Regions from separate parts of the Zea mays genome. Here region 1 is linked to region 2. The links are chromatin contacts, called in public Hi-C maps. All regions are on one chromosome and are shown on one strand. The core of a region is the stretch at or near the end of the contact, and the rest is flanking DNA. Distances in the headings are between cores, read along the strand shown.

Region 1 (3,187 bases), core at 237-2,736, 220 kb after region 2:
TCGCATAATATAATATAATTAACTGTCATGTTAATTAATTAATGTGTCGATCCTTTCCTGGATGGTGTCGGCTGCTAATGCATAGATGAGACGAGGAAACAAAAGGATTGGGTGGTGTGACGTGGGAGTCTGGGACCGAGCGGTGGCACGGGAGGACTGGGAAGGCTATGATGCGAACTCGTTCAATAGCTCGTTTTAACTTATTACATTTTTCAATTTTCAATAAGTTGAGTCATATTTTAGCTTATGTAATCAACCAGTGAAGTCATAAGTTGGTTCGAGATAGCTTATGAATCTAATCAGACTAGTCAATTATCTGTACTAATGCTACGGCTCAAAAGATGAGAGAAGGGGCCGATAGCGGCGACGCGAGTTAGAGGGAGCAGAGAGGGCGACATGGTCAGGAGGTAGGGGACGCAGTGGTAGCAGGAAGGGATTGGATTTAGGTGTAAGAGAGGATGATCCAAATATATGAACTATTGGCTTGACGGTGTGTTATTTATGGATGCGATTTGTTTAGTGAATTTAAAGGATGCTATGAGTATGAATGGTTTTAATTGGGTAGGTTTTACTGAAATCGGTTAGTTATATAGGAGTATAGATAGCATCGTTAGCCTTAGACTTATGCTGAGTTAGATCTTGCCCCGTCCACAGACAAATTCCACCCATAACAAGCAAGCAACTAGCATCACCATGTGCACGAGTCTCTTGTGCACCTGATATGTTCCCTTTCCACTCTCCTTGAACGTATTTGGCTAAACAAAGACGCAAAGCATTTGCTATTCTATTCGTCAATCCATCATGTCCACTACAATAAACTAATTAATTTCAAATCGCGTGCATCAGCGTCTCACAAGTGCATAAATTGAAACAAGGCAAAAAAAATTCCTTTCCCGATCTGGAGCTCGTCTACAGCCACAGGGTAAACGGAGAGGATGTGGGAGGCGACACCAATCATACCGTGCGGGGGGTGGCGGGACGCGGAGGAGGAGCGACGACGAGCCGAAGGCGCGGCGGGGGATTCCGGATGTTGTGCTGGTCGCCTGCTGCGGAATGGTGTTGGGGACGGGGAGGGGCCGGATGCGGAGCCCGGAACGGGCGCGAGGAGGTGTGGGAGACGTCGATCCCGAGCTCGACGAGGAAGGGCGGGCGCCGGGGCAGCGGCGCGGCGTGGCCGTCGAACGGGCGGCACACCCGTGCGAAGGCAGGCGAGGGATGGAACGGAGTGGTGGGGAGCGAGGAAGGGCAGCCGGCAACGATGCCGAGGGTAGCGTGCGGATCTATGGCCGTGCGGGTATTTACAAAATGTCAGAAGGGTAATCTCGCTGATTCGCAAGGCCATATCTATACTCTGAGTATAGGTGTACATTCGGCCAGCCCGGCCTCCCCCGGTCCGGCCTAAATCCGAAAAGGCACGTATTTTTTGAATTTCGGGCCGGGTCCGGCCCGTTTGAATTTCGGGTCGTACTGAGCCGGCCCATGGGCCTAGTCCTCGGCTCACGGCCCGGCCCGTAATTGTTTAAACGTGCTGTACTTATTTCGGGCGGCCCGAAATTTACATTAGAGCCCGAAATTCAATTTTTGGCCCGAAATTTAGTTTTTGGCCCAAAATTCACATCAGAGCCCTAAATTCAAAAAATAATAAAACAAATAAAAGATAAGCCAAATAAATTTGAACAAAAGCAAACTTAATATTTGTATTAAAGTTACTACAGCTATGCAATGACTACCTCGTTTACAAATCATTTTATTAGAAGGAAAAAGAGTATAATCAGCTCTATACAAAGTTCGTAAGTTTAGTTTATTGTCTAATGTTCATAACAAAAGTAAAATTACATCACATACTGTAATTCAAAGCTACAAAAAACATCTAACTAGTATTATCTCTAGCTTTGTGTTCTTTATCAAGTATATGAAAGTGTGGAATGAAGTGTGGTTTTAATAAATATATGGGCCTTTTCGTGTCTCTATATGGGTCATTTCGTGCCTGCCTTAAACGGGTCGTGCTCGTGCCCGCCATGGGCCGTGACCTCGGCCCAAACCCGGCTCGAAATAACGGGTCGTGCCGGCCCGGCACTAAAATATTTTGGGACGTGTCGTGCCTGGGCCGTGCTTTTTTTCGTGCTTCGGGCCGGCCCATCAAGCCCCGCCCAAATGTACACCTATAACTCTGAGCTTTTTGATCTCATATATTCCGAACACTCGGCTTCGTAAAATTAGTATCCCCACGTGTGCAATTCGATTTCTAGTATTATAACAGCCTCTTCTTTGAACTTTTGTTATTCTTCCCAGTTTAAACCGTCTTAGACAGCCATCAACCGCTAACAGCCTCAAATCACGCGTGTGGACGGAGGAGCTGAGGGACAGTCGCCCAGACTACCGTCATCGTCCGTGAAACTCTGGTACTGATCACCAGCGAGCTCTCCTCCGGCCACATGTTGTAGTCCTGTAGCTCACCTCCATGTCCGCCACGAGGTCCTTGAACGTGACGTGAGTGAGCCACCCCATCACGTCGAACGACACCATCTAGATCCGCACGGAGCCATGGGCAGAAACACCATGCCGGTGAGCCGGTGCTGTGCACGCCCACCCCGCCGAGTTCACCAGCACCACAAAGGTGGCCATGTCCGAGTGATGGTCAGGCTCCACCACCCGTAATCGAAGCCGGCGTCGGCTGCGGCACGCCGCCATCTCCCGCTCAACGTGCACGCCATGGCCATGATGCCCATGTTCTAGATGCCCCCTCGTGAGTAGCTACGGAGAAGAGCACCATGGCGGTGACGAAGCCCGGGAGGCCAGTGAGCTGCACACCCATGTTGTACCCGTAGCCGAAGATGAAGACGAAGACCCAGGTGCCGTAGTTGGTGACGGCGTGCCAGATTACCTGGAGAAGTTGTCCCTGAGTGGAAGCTGGCGTCGTCGCTGCCCTACTGTTGCAGCTTCTAGAGGCTGTGGAGGTTGCCGTCTGGGAGGTCATGCCCAACGGCGGAGGATGGGGGCATGATGAGCTGTGTGACGCCTCCGCGTATGGCAGTCGTGGAGGGGCAAGCGCTGGCGGAGCACGCCGAGTGCTGCCGCAAGCTGGAGGGGCGGCGACGTGCGTGAGATGCGGCGGCGCGAGGTGGAGAAGAACGGGATCGGAGCTATTCAACGAAAGTCAGCTGTTGATGACTGTGGAAGGATAACA
Region 2 (3,419 bases), core at 424-2,923:
ACCTGATGAGGGTGTTGCCTTGACTTTTGAGGTGACTGGGCAGCAACATATTTTAAAACATCAAAGAAAGTATGTTGTCATATCGAAGCAGCCTTCTGAAAATAAAGGACAACTGTGTCGGGGGCTCAAGCTCTTAGTTCAAGAAGATTAAACATATATAGTTCCCTGTAATGAAAGCACGCACAAGCATGTGCCAAAAAATATATAAGACAGAAGAAGCAAATGACAACCTAAGTACCTTTGTCTTAGGGTATTACAATTAAACAGAAACATTAAATTTGCTTCCAAGTAAAATGGTAGCCTTCAACATGAGCACGAATGTTATCTTAAGCGTAAGTACACGAGAATTTATTACAAGGTTTATCGTACAACATATAGTACAATATTCGTGTGTTGCGACGGCGCATAAATATTCGATAAAATTAGTCAGCCACGGGCGTCCCATACCGCCCTTGTGGTAGCACTGTTTTCTCGGGTGGTTGCTCCATGTTCCAATTAACATAATGATCTTATCATGAATAGTAAATAACTCATTGATAATAAATAGTATGATCATGAATAATGTGTATCTTAACACCCAAAATCACAAAGAGCAATAGCATATACTACCCAAAAGTTCACTGGTAAACAAGGTATAAAGAAGACCAAACTAGGGTAACCTATTGGGTCCCAGCAAAATTAACCTATACATATCATAATGATTAACAGGAACATTATTGGGTAAGAAGAGTGATCAAGGGTATAACTTGCCTTCAGTGAGCTCCTTCTCAGTATCCTCTATCTGCTGAGCACCGGGTTCCTCAGTTGCTTGCTCGTCTACTCGCAACAATACAAACAAACATTGCATAGGAGAAATTAACATCACACCAAACATGAGAACATATAATATAATAATGATCTATGCATCGCAACGATATCGTAGTTTTGAGAATCACATCAATAGGAGTTAAAATGAATAAGATGTGAATTTCCAAAGTCGTAGGTGATTAAGTAAAGATAATTTCCATGTGAATATAGTTCATGTGATAAATATATTAAACAGAAATAACTGATTTATTCTAGGTCGCAACTTGATCATAAATCTTATTGTGGTCAAATTATAATTATGAGCAGGTTGACCTTTATTACAAGCTAGTCACTCAATTAAACATAAGCTAAATAGATTCATGTTCGTACAAGTATGTGAGATGTCATAATTAGTATTCTTAATGCATAGGAAATTTTATTACCAAGCTAATGCAACTAGAATGGGTCAAATAGGAGTTAAAATGAATTAATTATGAATTAAACAAAATCCTGGAATTATTTCTACACTAGAATGGTCACATGGTCATTATATAGGGTTTAATAAAATATGGACTTAGGCGAGTATTACTGAGGAACACATGGTCACTTTCATAAAATTCTGGGCCCGGGTGTAAGACTCTTTGCATAAGGATGGATGGCGGTTTGTTAAACGAGAAACACAGGGACTCATATGCAAAAAGGATTCGTGCCAAGGGGTACGCACGCACTGGAGCCACTGGATTAGATCTGAATGGCCACAGTTTAATTATGAAACGGTATTATGCGACATCCGCATGATGAGAGATCGATGGCCTGCTAGACCTCCACGCCTGCCAGCACCTCCAACCGTTCGATCGGATCGGACGGGTAGGATTTAATTATGCCCAGGGGTATTCAGGGTTTTAATCCTAGCCATTGATACAAGATCGACGACACTGATGATATCCCCCACACCTTACCGGCACCAGCGACGGCGGGCCTAGCTCGGCGGTGGTGCCATGGCTGGAGGAAGGCGCCAGACGCTTCAAGGGTAGAATTAAGAACGCTACTAGCCCTATTTCAATGTGGAGCGCAAGGCGAAACTGTTCGTGAGAACTTACCGGAGGATTAAGCGACAGTCGAGCAGGTCCACGGTGGGGAATAGCTTGGCGTAGGTTTTGAACTCCGGCGAGCAATCTCTAGCTCCTAGGTTGTCGATCACGCCCGGGGAGGAGTGGCACACACTCCACGTGGTCCTGTGCGGCTCTAAGACTCAACCCCGGACCTCGAGCACCTTCATGGATGAACGACGTCGGTAGCGGGTTCTTTCTCTCTCGGCGGGATGGGTTTGCGTGGCTTGCGATTTCGGAACGACGGCAACGGCTCGGTGCTTTCGTGCGTGGGCTAACAGGAAGGACCTCTGGGTCCCGAAGGGCTTTGCCATGATCCAACGCCGCGGTGGCGAATTCGCGCCGAGTCCGTTACGGTGGAAAAGAAAGGGCTGACCAGAGGACCCCACCCATCAGTGTCAACGTCGAACGCGAAGCGCGGACACCCCGCCAACCTCGGCCCACCAGTCATCGGGTGCGAGGGCGCGCTGAGAGGTCGCCCGCAGGGGCCCGCCGATCAGCGCACGGCGCTGGAAACAGGCCGGTGGCGCGAGTTATTGGGCCAGGACCTGCAGATTTCGGCCCAAGGACTGTGTTGCCCCTTTTCTCTTTTTTATTCTAATTTGAATTTCCTTTTTGTTTTCAAATTCTAATATTCAAATTCAAATTTGTTTGTGAGTCCCACATAGTGATCCAGTGCACAAGTATGAATACCAGCCAGATGAAATATTATATATTAAAGATTTTATTCATGCAAATTTGTATATGTATATTCATGTATGTGCTAAATGAAAGAAAAAAATCCATATACTATAAATCCCAAACTTCTTCTCATTTGTTTACTATAATTTGGGTATTACATTTTGCCAGTCTGAGCTAGGCCAGTCAGGTGTGTCATGGCCTCGCTCTATAAGGCCTGCAGGCGATGCAGTGCATTCATGCACTAAACCGTCACTCGACCAACCTACTCAGGGTGTAGTGCCCACACATCCTTTGCATGACGCACCCTATCACGCCACATCGGATCTGTTGGTTACTTGTTTTTTATTGCTGTGAACCAGAAACAAGGCAAGACAATTGTTAAATATTAAAGACCTTCGCCCTTCGAAACATTATCTCCTTCCGGATATAACGAGCCTCGGACGAAGGTCATGAAGAACAAGTCTTCATCATTCACAAATATAAAAACATTATTACAGATGTAACATTATGTTATTTACTCATTTCATATCACATGATAAAACAATGCTACAATCCACTTCATATATTAATAAAACGATACAAAATGTACATTACACTTGTACCTTCGGCTTGCTCGAAGGTAAAAAGAGTGAGGACAATTCCAATCCAGCGTGAACAGTACGATGGTACTGTTCATCTATTTATAGGCAAGGAACACAATCCAAGCAAAAGTACATTTATGACCCTGATACCTACACATTATCCTAATACAAGTATTAAGGATTAACGAGTCTTTTCCTCTCTAGCTCAATGTCACGTCTGACCTTCGTAACCATCTTGAGTCGAAGCTATAATCCTTCGACA

Evidence for each region. Hi-C and Micro-C count contacts between places; a contact is called where the count stands out from the background.
Region 1: a contact with region 2 is called in a Hi-C map of endosperm, with 2.7 times the contacts expected there. The contact joins the promoter of LOC103644867 here to the enhancer-like site in region 2. A contact is called at or near these places in 3 of 25 Hi-C or Micro-C datasets (ear, endosperm and tassel).

What each region holds. Positions count from the first base shown.
Region 1 is chr1:115,537,165-115,540,351 of Zm-B73-REFERENCE-NAM-5.0, forward strand. It overlaps LOC103644867, which reads right to left and starts at 1,487. Exons shown (of 9, transcript XM_035964076.1): 1 at 961-1,487.
Region 2 is chr1:115,321,193-115,324,611 of Zm-B73-REFERENCE-NAM-5.0, forward strand. No RefSeq gene overlaps it. Among protein-coding and RNA genes, the nearest start is that of LOC103637963, 28 kb to the left of the region's middle. Within about 2 kb of position 1,674, at least 17 of the 20 cell types and tissues checked have an H3K27ac peak or open chromatin away from gene starts, as enhancers often do. A contact at or near this core is called in ear, endosperm and tassel, where this site is marked.